Linked DNA regions of Mus musculus: region 1 is linked to region 2. Evidence: chromatin contacts called from public Hi-C data. All regions are on one chromosome and are shown on one strand. Each heading gives the region's core, a stretch centred on a gene start, on an enhancer-like site or on the middle of the called end of the contact. The rest is flanking DNA. Distances are from core to core; before and after follow the strand shown. Region 1 has its middle 25 kb from the start of Gm4779. Region 2 overlaps Ogt (O-linked N-acetylglucosamine (GlcNAc) transferase (UDP-N-acetylglucosamine:polypeptide-N-acetylglucosaminyl transferase)).

Region 1 (6,898 bases), core at 3,102-5,601, 87 kb after region 2:
CTGTTACTTTCCTCACAGATAGCAAAACACAGAGGCAGGCAAACCCAAGAGCTTCTTCACACACTCCTCTCCAAACAGGGCACCTAGCAACAGCAGCATCCTCTCGCACCACCTGCATCTTCCTACACACATCTGGTCTCTGAACAATAATACAGATTTCTCCACTCCTAGTAACAATCAGATTTAGTTTCTGCTCAGGTGTATTCCTGTTGTAGTTAGGTACAGGAACAGAAGGGCTGATCTGGCCTGAACTGGTAAGAAGTATGGTTTTCAAGTGTCATTTTGGAGGGAGTATACTATTTACTATGTTATGTCTATATACAAGTGGCATACATATTATTAAAATCAGACATATAATGGGCAAGGACATGTACAACATGAAAAATGAATTATGTTGTAATCTATCAATTATAATAGAGAACCACCCAAAACACCCCCGTTTAGTAACCACCTCTTTCTCTTGAGCTCCATAAAAGGATATAGCAAACAATAATTGGTGCCACTGAATATTCTCAGTCATGTGGCCCACAGTCAGACTTGACAGAACATCTCTCTATAATAAAGCTATCTGATTCTTTTGCATATGTGTATGAAACCTTATTTTAAGGCGGTTTTTTTTTTGATAAGAGGACAAGAACCTGGGAACATCTAGTCTTACACCCTAACCACTGGTAACAGCACCATGTTCCTTCTGTGACACTGTCAACGGGATATTTAATGCACAGATCTGGGCTCAAATTTCAAGTCCAGCAGTTCCTAGCTTTGTGACATTTGGCTACTTACACCATCTTGTTTCCAAGGTATGCAATGGGGATCATAGGAAACCTAACTGCTTCCTAACTTTTTCAGTAACTTCCATTTTGACTGTCTTTCACCATACACCTTTAATTGACTCCAGGGTGGTACCACCTCTACTCAACCATAGTTTCAATTTCAAGATTTTGTATGTGGAAACCCTCTTTTCTGAGCTTAACCCCAGCTAGTTCATTCACTTCTCTTCAGTCCACCAAATTCACCCTGTCCTCTGTTTCAGTTCAAGCCATCCTTGTTCCCCCAGACCATCTTGTCTCCACCCCGTCTCTGCCAAGTCAGTATCCCAGGCCAGCTTTGTCAAGGTGCTCTGGGTCACCTGGCATTCCTACATGCCTTTCTCTGCATGCTCTCCAGGAGGCCTGGAGAGCCCCCTTCTGCCATGCCTTGCAAATTTGTAGGAGAAAAAGTAGTTTCCTCCTATAGGTCACCTTTATTATCAGAGAAGCCATCTGCCTCTCTCCTGAGCCTCCTGCTGTGGCCAAGGAGTCATCTTTTCCCTTTCTCAATGACTGTCACCCCAGCTCCTACCCCCAGTTCCTGCTCCAGGCTTGCTTCAGAGACCATTCATCTTTTGTCTTGGGTACTTTTCCCACCATCTTCTTCTCTGCAGTGCTGAATACACTCAGAGCTCCTTCATCCTCAGCTCTCCACTCAGGAAAATATTCTATGGTTGACTCATCTTTCCTTTAACTTCAAAGCATGGTCTCTATGACTTCTCGACCTACTTAATGCCTGCTCACGTCTTTTTTTCTTTTTGTGGTTTTGAAAAAGGGTCTATTTGCTACGTACTTCAAACGGCCTTGTACTTCAAATGATTCTCTTGCCTCCACCCCTTGAGTGCTGGGATTAAGACATGCGTCACCACGATTTTTTTCTATTATTATTTTTTTAGGCCAGCAAAATTGCTCAGCAAGTTAAAGGAACCCACCTCCAAGCCTGACAACCGAATCACATTCACTTCACTTACTGTTGGCTTCCTTCCCCACCCTTTTCCTGTTTCTATCCTTTTCTCCTGCTCTAGCATTTTCCCTTCGACTTTTCTGTCCTTTACCCACTTCCTTCTGTACATAAGAAAAAAAAAACCCCTCCTGCTGTCTCAGCCTCCATGTCTGGAGATTACAGGTGTGGGCCATTAACCCAGTTCAGTGTACTTTTGTTTTGGTTTTAGATTTTGAACCCAGGGACTCAAGCGTGCCAGACAAGAGCTCTACCAACTGTCTGTATCCCCATGCCATGCTGCCTGCAGCTTTGATTTGAACTTCCCCAACGGCAGGGTTACAAACATTTTTCATGTGTATACTGACCAATTTTCCTGCTTAGCCCCCTATGTAGCTGGGATTACAGGCTTGCGCCATCAGAACTGGCTTTAAAAAAATTATTAGTCTTAATAATAATGATATAAATTGTCTTCCAGGTAAGTATCTGGAAAATATTTTTCCTCTATTTGTAGGCTGTTTATTTTGTTGTTTCTTATGCGGTGCAGAAGCATGTCAATGTATCAAATAGCCCAGGCTGGCTACAAACTCACTAGGTAACTGAAGCTGGCCCTGAATCGATCCTTCTGCCTCCACTCCCAAGTGCTGGGATTATAGGTGTGTGTCACCACACCAGGCCCTGTAGAGTGCATGTATGCGCTCGCACACGCGCACACACACACACACACACTTTTAAAAATAGGATCTGCTTGATGCATCCCTTACTGGCCTCCAATATACAATGTAGCTGAGGATGCCCTTGAACTTCTGATCCTTCTGTCTCTACTCACTGAGTGCTGGATAACAAGTATGAGCCACGCTTCCGCACTGTCAGGCTAGCGCCGCAGTCCCCAACTGTCACCATGATCGTCTACCGGGACCTCATCAGCCATGACGAGCTGTTCTCCGACATCTACAAGATCCGGGAGATCGCGGACGGGCTGTGCCTGGAGGTGGAGGGCAAGATGGTCAGTAGAACAGAGGGTGCCATCGATGACTCGCTCATCGGTGGAAATGCTTCCGCTGAAGGTCCGGAGGGCGAAGGTATTGAAAGTACAGTAGTCACCGGTGTTGACATTGTCATGAACCATCACTTACAAGAAACCAGCTTCACAAAAGAGGCCTACAAAAAGTACATCAAAGACTACATGAAATCACTCAAAGGCAAACTTGAAGAGCAGAACCCAGAAAGAGTAAAGCCTTTTATGACTGGAGCTGCAGAGCAGATTAAGCACATCCTTGCTAATTTCAAGAACTACCAGTTTTTTATTGGTGAAAACATGAAACCATCCAGATGGTATGGTTGCTCTCCTGGACTACCGTGAAGATGGTGTGACTCCATTCATGATTTTCTTTAAGGATGGCTTAGAGATGGAGAAATGTTAACAAATTGGATCTATCACCTGTCACCATAATTGGCTGCTGCTTACCATCCATACAACACCAGGACTTAGGACAAATGGGACTGATGTCATCTTGAGCTTTTTTTTTTTGACCGTGATTTATTTGGAGTGGTGGCATTGTTTTTTTAAGGAAAAAAACCATGTCATGTGGGTTGTCTAAAAATAAAGTGCATTTAAATCCACTTTAAAAAAAAAAAAAAACAAGTATGAGCCACTATGCCTGCTTCACTTAGTACTGGGGATCAAACCCTGTCTTCCTGCATTCTAGGCAAACACTTCCCACCGAGCGATATCACCAGCTTGTCTATAGTATATTAGGTCAGGTATTATGACACTTCCTGGATTGCTAATATAGCATAGGTTTGCTTTGGCAGCTCTTTTATTTTCATATTAATTATCCTGATTTTTATACACAAGGCATAAACATGTGCTTACTTGCTGGCATACAGCTAGCACATGGTAGCATCAGATTCTGTTATGTAAGTACAGACACGTGCTACATAACTGTGTTTTGGTCAACAATGGACTTCCTGTATGACACTGTTCCCATTAGAGTACAATGCCTAACGATGCTGTAGCTCTCCTAGTTTGTGGAGGTGTTTGCTTTAATAATTGCACAATGTCCAAATTGCCTAATCACACATGCCTCACAATGGATCCTGGTCACAAAGCAACACATGACTGTACCAGAAGGTACAGTCACAACACTAAATATGTTGCACAATTCTGAGCAGAAGAAAGAAAACAGATTTGTATACACAGTGTGATCATAGTGATGGAAGAGAAAAGCTAAAAGCTCAAGGAGTCTGAAAAATATCTGGGGCTGTACTGCAGTAAAACGTGGATGCCCGTGATTTCTGGAGCCCAGCAGGCTCAACAGCTCTGAATCTTTTTGAGTTACAGGGAGTATATTAATTTGTTGGGATGCCATAATAAATTACCACAGGCTGGGTGACTTAAACAACAGACATTAATTTTCTGACAATGATCAAGCAAATTTGGGTCCTGGTGAAGGCCCACTTCTTGGATTATGGATGGTTATCTCCTTCCCCCAACCCCAAGAAACTGTTCTTGAACCCTGGATCCTCTTGGTGCCACCTTCTAAGTGCTGGGATTGCACTTGTGTACCACTCAGTGCAACCTGCTATTTCTACTTATGCCAGTCATATTTGGAGCAGGTCTCTGCCCTCGTAAATTACTTTTCTAAAAGCTCTGTCTCCACATTAGAAGCTAGAGCTTTCATAGCTTAGTTTTGGAGACACACTTTGACCATAAAAGAACCTCTGTGAGATGTCCATGAAGGCTCTGCACTGCCCAGGAGACTCCTGCATCACCTCGTACACCTCTACAGATTTTCAGGAAGTACACAGCCCCCAGCTTGAGAGCCACCGCCTTAGGCCATCTTCCTCTTTTCACAGATGCAGAAACGAAGGTTCTGAAAGGGGAAATGAGCTGCAGCAGGTCAAAAAGGAAATAGCTTTCCTGATTCTTCATCCTGTAGTCACTTCCCTCACCCCATCATCTGTTAGGACTGCCAAGAACTTTAGAATAGCATAAGACAAGTATCCCAGCATACTACAGGTCCTGGATGGGGGAGGGGAGGCATGGGGGGGGGTAAAGCAGGTGGCTGTTTCTTTACCTCAAACAGTCCCTAGGGAAAACCAGGTGACAGCTGGTGGATAGCACGAATTTTGCTGTTGGTCAGCACAGGGCTTGAGTGTGAGTGGGTGAAGTGGCTTCTTTGCAGCAGAGTTTGTTCCACTGGAGCTGAAACCGTTTGGTGGTCTGGATATGAACTGTCCCTCTGGCTCGTACACTCCAAGTTTGCACACTACTCAGAAGCTGGCCAATTCAATTCCCTCTGTGTTTTAAGCTCTAATAGTTTATGCTTCCATGATTCTACAACAGGAGTCATGGAGAAAAATGGTTCTTTATTTGTGCTCCACTCACTACCCATTCTAAAGGGGGGTGACTTACAGAAACTCAGACTTACAGAAACTCAATTTCCTTTTATTTCAAAAGAAATATTAATTGTATATATGTGTGCTCACAGGGTGTGTATGGAGGTCAGTTCTCTTCTCCACATTTAAGTATTGGTGATGGAACTCAGGTGACCAGGTTTGTGTGGCCAAGGCCCTTACCCACTGAGCAACCTTTGCTGCCCTCTTCCTTTTGGAGGGGCAAAGAGTCTCATGTATCACACGTATCCCAGACTGGTCTCAGACTCACTATAGAGCTGGAGAGGACCATGAACTTGTGATTCCCCTGCCTGTACCTCCGGAGCGCTGAGATTATAGGGATGCACCACCATTTCCAGGTTATTCTGTACTGGGGATCAAAACGAGGTTGTCATGCGCACTGAGCAAGCACCCTACCCACTGGGGTACAGCCCTGGCTTTTAGTAGCTCGATTTCTAAAAGATGGGGTGAGAGAATGAAGTGGCGATTACAACAGGAAATGCTATTTATCTTTAGGCAAAGGGGGATGGTCCCAGAGAAGTCCTTTTCATTTCATCAACTGAATTAATAAGTAATCACACTTTCTCCCTACCTTCCCTGTTAACTTTGCACATCAGTTGGAGCCTTCACCTACAGCACTGACAGCAAAAGCCAGAAAGACTAACTGTAGGACTGGTCTGGAAGCTTATATTCCAGAAAAAAAATCCTGTAGCTTCGTTTCCCCATAAACAATAAAGCCCTAAATGAGTCCACACATCCACCTGCTGCTGTCTCTGTCTGAGGAGACCTCACCCCTGGCTCAGCAATCACTAGACTCAGTTTCTGCATAGAGAGAACAAAAAGTTGTCATAAGAGAAGTGGAAGTAGGAGGCTCGCGTTTTGAAGTGTCAAAAGAGCAATCAAGAGGCAGCATCATAACAATGACTGCCACCATCACCTTCCACTCTCGCCTTATTTATTTAGGTTTTTTGAGACAGGGTTTCTCTGTGTAACCCTGGCTGTCCTGGAACTCCCTTTTTAGACCAGGCTGGCCTCGAACTCAGAAATCCACCTGCCTCTGCCTCCCAAGTGCTGGAGTTAAAGGCGTATGCCACCACATCTCGCCTTTAAATTGGTTCCAGTAACCCACCTCAGAGCCAACCACTCTAGCTTGATGAACTGAAAACCTCTCATTTCCCAAGGAACAGTCTAAGCAACACTTCCCTCTGGTGGTCACAGGAGAGTACTACAAGGCTGGCTGGGGACAACTCAGTAATGGAGTTTTTGTCTAACAGGTGCAAGGTCTTGCTTTCAATCCCCAGTACCGCAGACAAAACAATAACAAAATGGTATTAAAGTGTAGATGAATTTAAGACATTCTTTTCTTTTTTCTTTCTCTTTTTTTCGAGACAAGGTTTCTCTGTATAGCCCTGGCTGTCCTGGAACTCACTTTGTAGACCAGGCTGGCCTCAAACTCAGAAATCCACCTGCCTCTGCCTCCCAAGTGCTGGGATTAAAGGCGTGCACCACCACGCCTGGCTCTTTTCTTTTCTTTTCTTTTCTTTTCTTTTCTTTTCTTTTCTTTTCTTTTCTTTTCTTTTCTCTTCTTTTCTTTTCTTTCCTTCTTTTTTTTTTTTTTTTTTGAGACAGGGTTACACTATGTAGCTGTGCCGTCCAAGAAGTCAAAATGTAAAGCAAGCTGGCCTCACAGAGATCCTCCTGCCTCCGCCCCCAGAGTTAAAGGCATGTGCCAACCACAACTGGCCTCTGG
Region 2 (6,308 bases), core at 1,956-4,455:
ATACTAAGGTAATTGGGGCTTCAGCCCATTCAGTGAAATAGGCTTTTTGTTTTATGGTGTTTGTGTGTTGGATCTCTATGAGTTTCAGGCCAGCATGGTCTGTAGAGCACGTTCAGGATATTTAAGGGCTTTATTACACAGAGAAACCCTCTCTGGGAAAACCAAACCAAACCTTTTTGTATATTTTTATCCTACAGTATATCCAGAACACAATTTCTCCTCACTCCATTCCTGCCAGTCCTTGTGTCCCCTGTCCTGTCTTCCCCAGATTTGCTTCTCTGTGAACATGGCACAGTAAGACTAGGCATGAACCCAGAACAGGCAAAAGAGTGAGAGACACCCCACTCCTGTTGTCTCACAAGAACACCAGGTTATACAACCATATTATACATGCAAAGGACCTAGCTCAGGTTGGCCTTGAACTTGTTTTTCCTTACTTTGGCTTCCCAGATTTGAGGATTATGACTATGCCACCATACTAAGATAAAATTATGGTTTCCCTTGAGTACTGGCTTTTTTTCTCTTTTTTTTCTTTTTTCCTTTTCTTCCTTTCTTTCTTTTTCTCTTTCTTTCTTTCTTTCTTTCTTTCTTTCTTTCTTTCTTTCTTTCTTTCTTTCTCTCTCTCTCTCTCTCTCTTCCTTTCCTTTCCTTTCCTTTCCTTTCCTTTCCTTTCCTTTCCTTTCCTTTCCTTTCCTTTCCTTTCCTTTCCTTTCCTTCCTTTCCTTCCTTTCCTTCCTTTCCTTCCCTTTCCCTTTCCCTTTTCCCTTTTCCCTTTTCCCTTTTCCCTTTTCCCTTTTCCCTTTTCCCTTTTCCCTTTTCCCTTTTCCCTTTTCCCTTTTCCCTTTTCCCTTTTCCCTTTCTTTCTTTCTTTCTTTCTTTCTTTTTCTTTCTTTTTCTTTCTTTTTCTTTCTTTTTCTTTCTTTCTTTCTTTCTTTCTTTCTTTCTTTCTTTCCTTTCTTTCTTTCTTTTCTTTCTTTTCTTTCTTTTCTTTCTTTTCTTTCTTTTCTTTCTTTTCTTTCTTTTCTTTCTTTTCTTTCTTTTCTTTCTTTTCTTTCTTTTCTTTCTTTTCTTTCTTTCTTTCTTTTTGACACAGGGTTTCTCTGTGTAGTCCTGGCTGTCCTGGAACTCACTCTGGAGCCCAGGCTGGCCTCGAACTCAGAGATCCACCTGCCTCTGTCTCCCAAGTGCTGGGATTAAAGGTGTGAATCACTGTGCCTGGCTTCATAAAATATTTTTATCTCAACATTTAGTTATGAAAATTCCAATTTTACAGTAATCACTATTCTATCCACTACTTAGATCATGCTATTATATATCATTTTATTTGGTGTAGTATACCTTTTTTTACTGTTCATGTTCTCAATGAACCACCCACTTTTGGGATACATTTTAAAGTAAGCTGTAGATATAAGGATATAACACTTCAGAGCAAGTATCATTAATTATAATTTAATACTACTTTTTAAGGTATGGCGAACATTTGACCACAGAGTGAGCCTTAGTGGTTTGTATGTATAGGCATACATAAGCACAGGTCACGACACCAAAACAATCAAGTCAGGACAGCTTTCAGGAGTTGCTTCTCCCATCACTTGCCTTCCTAGGATGGAGCTCAGGTTTTAAGGCTAACAAACACCCTTACTCACTGAGCCATCTCACCAGCCCAATACTTATATTTGAGGTAATCTATCCATCCACCCACACACACACACACACACACACACACACACACACACATATATATATGGGGCCAGACTTGGTGGCACATACTTGTAATCCCAGCACTTGGGAGACTGAGGCAGGAGGATTGCCTTAAGTTTTAGGCAAGCCTAGACTATAGAATATTGAACCCTTGTCTCAACTAAAAAAAAAAAATAGATAATAAAAAGATAAAAACAAGTCTACAAATCTTAATTAAGTGTTCAATGAATTTTAAGAATTTCTAGACTGGGCATGGTGACCCATAATCTGGGTCTGGGCTCTATGTGCACATACAAACACATGCATACACGCCCAAGTACACAAATAGAGCTCATAGGGTCTTTTTTCTTTGAAAGGAAACAATATGAATATGGTTGAGTCGAGTCCAATTGATGGACAGCCATCTTTCAATAAATTGCTGATTCTGTGACAAGCCTCATGACCAAAATAAACTTGGAGAGGAAAGGTTTTATTTGGCTTAGGTATCCATATCACAGCCCACCATGAAGGCATGCCAAGGCAAGAACCTGGAAGCAAGAACTGAAGCAGAAAATACAACAAAGGAGCTCCTGCCTAGAGCTGTCACTGCCCACACTGGCCTGGGTCATTCCTCATTAATCAAGAAAGTGTCCCACAGACATGCCCACAGACAAGTTTGATGGACGTAGTTTTTCACTTGAGGCTCCCTCTTCCCAGATGACTTTAGTTTGTGTTAAGTTGACAGGCTAATTGGAAAAAGTATAACTTTGGTCATATTTTGCCACAGAAGTGACTAAGTGTTTATTCGGTCTGGTGCTGAGTTTTCTGATTTGTAAATTTGGTTCTCTTTGTTTTTACCACCTAGCCTGAAGAAAATTCGTGGCAAAGTCTGGAAACAGAGAATATCTAGCCCTCTGTTCAACACCAAACAATACACAATGGAATTAGAGCGACTTTATCTGCAGATGTGGGAGCATTATGCAGCTGGCAACAAACCTGACCACATGATTAAGCCTGTTGAAGTCACCGAGTCAGCCTGAATAAAGACTGCGCACAGGAGAATTGCCCTATACCTGAGCCTCAACCTTCTGGGGGAAGGGAACTAGATAACATGCTTTGTGTGTATCTGTGTAGTTCTGTGTTGCAGACGGATGATATATAATGATAATAGAATAGCACATTCAGACTTACTTCCTGCATGATAGGGAGAGACAAGAAAGAAGAAATGCTATTCCACAAGGAATCTCTTAGAGTTTTGCAGCAAACAGGTGGTGCACAGGTCTGGAAGGTCTGGTCTCCCTTGGTCTTCCATGGGATGCTTAATGTGGAGGGGAGATAGAGATTAACCAGCCGTTTTGTGATGCCGTGGATTGATCAAGTCTTCTGATCCTTTTTTTTTTCTTTATATTTTGGGTTTTGGAGCTTTTAAAAATGTTTGCTTTCAGGTATTTTTACTCATGTGAAGTGATCTTGATTCTTCTGAGGTTTTAAACTAAAATGTTGCTTCCTGTTTTAGTGTCTGAACTCTGACAGGGTGACAGGGACCTTGCTGGTGTAGTCTTTTTATAGGTTTTATAAACCACATGAGCCTATATCAGTCATTTTAGTGTCTGACCTAATGCTTGGCACTGTCAGTGCTTTGTTTAGATGATGACTTAAGACTTTTCAGCCTGTTTTACACACCCCAGCTCCCGTTAAATTCTCCTGTGACTGCTAACAAACCCATGTCTGCTTTCAGACATCCCAGGGTGTTTCTCTCGAACATGCCATCTGGTGCCAAATGAAAATTCTTAGGAGTGAATATTAATCATGAAGGTCACAGTTGTGGTACTGTTATTGATAATAATATAGGGTTTTTTTCTGCCTAAGTTTTACCTGTTTCACCAGTGTTTCAGCCCTTGACTGCCCCTCCTATGCTGCTTCCAAAAGTAATAGTGTGATAAGATTTTTACCTTCCTTTCTAAAGTTTGTTTTTTTTTTAAAGTGAGTCCTGTTCTTCCCATTTCTTTCAGCAGAAATGAAATCCCAGGTAAGTATATAAGTATTCAAATGTTTGGTTAGTAAATTACAGTTCTCTCCAGTACCTTAAATGGTGTTCACCGCTCTGAAGAAGCATCTCTATACAGGCAGTTATTTTATTTTTAGACTGTGTTAGAATGTCTGGACTTAGCTTCAAACTCTATGGATTCGGCCTTGGTAGGGAATTGTACCACCACTTGGTTTGGACTACAAATTAAACATTGGCCCTCGCGGAGCTTGAGTTCTTCATGGTAGAAAACAGTTGCATTTCCGTAAAGGGTGGAGGGCTTGAGGCTTAAATATATGAGTATGTTTATACTGCTCTACTGCACTTAGACTCTCCACTCACAGATAAGTCTTGTCTGTTAGTAGTGCTGTAGATTAAGTCTTTCCAAAGCACCTAGGCAGTGCACCTATTCTGTAGTTGCAGCTATTGCCTGAATGTACCTTAGCTGACAAATTATTGATAATTAAGAACTTGAATTTGTGATTCTTACTGCTAATTAAAACCTAAGCAAGAAGTCTCATGTAATTCTGATAGCAGAATTGCATTGTGTGAACTGTGTAACTTTAGTAATGTAAATCAAGGAACATCAGTTAAGAGATTTCCTAATTTATTTTTTAACTGAATAAATATCAGTTAAAAGATTGCCAGCATGGTTACAGGTAAACTGATTTTCAGAATTCACTGAACTACTAAATGTGGGATTGGATAATAGACTTGGAGTGCCGCTGAGGCTGAGATCTGTGGCCATTTACATAGCACATCATTCCTCCTATAGGGATGAACTTTTTTTCCGACACAAAAAGTAGCCACTGCGGTTAAAGCTTTGCTTATTGTAACAGGCTTTTATTTCCAGGTAACCTATCTGTGGAAGACCTAATTCTGAATAGAGTAATAGATATTACTGGAAACTGATTTGTTTTTTTTTTCCTATTATACTCTGCTTTATTGAAAAAGTAAAGCATTTAAAATTGTGCTCCAGAAATTCAGATGTTGTCTTGCGATCTTTAAACAATAAAATGGATGATTTCCCCTTAACATGGCTTGGTGTAGTTTGTCTCATTATATTGAAACCTATTCTTGAATTGCTCAAAACAGTCCAACCAGAAGTGTTTCCTTAAGTTGATACTAGGAATTAACATTATTTTCTTTGTGATGGGAGGGTTGGAGGTGGTAAATAATCCACTAAGGAGAAACAGAGTCCCATTCTGAGGATTATGCATATCCAGCAAGTATATTAATATGGAGCTGGAACTCCAGCCTATGTAGTACATTCTTTATATGGACTTGGTTTTTTTTTAGGTATTTGCAGACAGAACTGTTTTCTATTGTGTACAAACTCAGCCACAACTTTGGCTTCCAGCTTTTTCAGAAACATAAAAGGGAAATATTTGGAACTGGAGAGATTGCATAGCAGTTGGTAGCACTGGGTGCACTTCCGGAGGCCCCAGGTTCGGTTCCCAACATCTACTTGGCAAACTATTCCAGATCCAGGGGATCTGACACCTCTTTTGGCCTCCTTGGGTATGCACATGGTGAACAGGTGTACATATAGGTAAAGTACTTATAAAATTAAAATTAACATGGTGCATATACACACATTCAGGTAAAACCCATACACATTTAAAAAAAAGTGTGGGATGTATGTGTGAAAAGGGAGTGGGGTGGTAAATGCCTTTAAGCCTAGCACTCAGGAGTAAGAAGCAGGTGGTGCCCAACCTGGTCTACAGAGCTAGTTGTAGAACTTGTGACTATACAAGACCAAGACTATACAAAGCCTGGCTTCAGAAAACCAACCCAACCCCTGCAGAGTGGCACTTGCCTTTTATCCAAGTACTCCAGAGGCAGGAGCAGGCGAAACTTTGTGAGTTTGGGGCTAGCCTGGTCTGCAAAACTCCAGGGCAGCTAGGACTGTTACATAGAGAAACTATCTTGAAAACAAGGGAAATAGTGGTTTCAAGTAAACTTTCAGCTGTTTTCTTTCTTTTTTATTTATTTATTTATTTATTTATTTATTTATTTATTATTAGATATTTTCTTTATATACATTTCAAATACTATCCTGAAAGTTCCCTATACCCTCCCTCCACCCTGCTCCCCTACCCACCCACTCCCACTTCTTGGCCCTGGCATTCCCCTGTATTGGGGCATATAAAGTTTGCAATTCCAAGGGGCCTCTCTTCCCAGTGATGGCCGACTAGGCCATCTGCTACATATGCAGCTAGAAACATGAGCTCTGGGGGCACTGGTTAGTTCATATTGTTCCACTTAGAGGGTTTCAGAACCCTTCAGCTCCTTGGGTGCTTTCTCTAGCTTCTCCATTGAGGGCCCTGTGTTCCATCTTATGACTATGAGCATCCACTTCTGTATTTGCCAGGCACTGGCATAGCCTCATACGAGACAGCTATAACAGGGTCCCTTCAACAAAATCTTTGTGGTATATGCAATAGTGTCTGGGTTTGGTGGCTGATTATAGGATGGATCCCTGGGTGGGGTAGTCTCTAGATAGTCTTAGCTCCAAACTTTGTAACTCCTTTCATGGGTATTTTGTTCCCTATAGGAATGAAGTATCCACCCACCCATTGGTCTTCCCTCTTCTTGATTT

The links. Hi-C and Micro-C count contacts between places; a contact is called where the count stands out from the background.
Region 1: a Hi-C map of bone marrow-derived macrophages shows a contact between it and region 2, with 5 times the contacts expected there. The contact joins two enhancer-like sites. A contact is called at or near these places in 1 of 39 promoter capture datasets (hippocampal neurons), 3 of 15 datasets of contacts at CTCF or cohesin (CD8 T cells, embryonic stem cells and pro-B cells), 100 of 484 Hi-C or Micro-C datasets (the 3T3-L1 cell line, 3T3-L1-derived adipocytes, the 4T1 cell line and 71 more), 9 of 115 datasets of contacts at active chromatin or transcription factors (astrocytes, bone marrow-derived dendritic cells, cardiomyocytes and 3 more) and 2 of 9 other capture datasets (embryonic stem cells and liver).

What each region holds. Positions count from the first base shown.
Region 1 is chrX:101,765,885-101,772,782 of GRCm38.p6, forward strand. It overlaps the pseudogene Tpt1-ps6. Among named protein-coding and RNA genes, the nearest start is that of Gm4779, 25 kb to the right of the region's middle. Within about 2 kb of position 4,352, at least 58 of the 459 cell types and tissues checked have an H3K27ac peak or open chromatin away from gene starts, as enhancers often do. A contact at or near this core is called in bone marrow-derived macrophages, where this site is marked.
Region 2 is chrX:101,679,611-101,685,918 of GRCm38.p6, forward strand. Ogt (O-linked N-acetylglucosamine (GlcNAc) transferase (UDP-N-acetylglucosamine:polypeptide-N-acetylglucosaminyl transferase)) reads left to right here. Exons shown (of 22, transcript NM_139144.4): 22 at 2,546-4,741. The coding sequence ends at 2,720. Among named protein-coding and RNA genes, the nearest start is that of Gm52429, 13 kb to the right of the region's middle. Within about 2 kb of position 3,206, at least 8 of the 459 cell types and tissues checked have an H3K27ac peak or open chromatin away from gene starts, as enhancers often do. A contact at or near this core is called in bone marrow-derived macrophages, where this site is marked.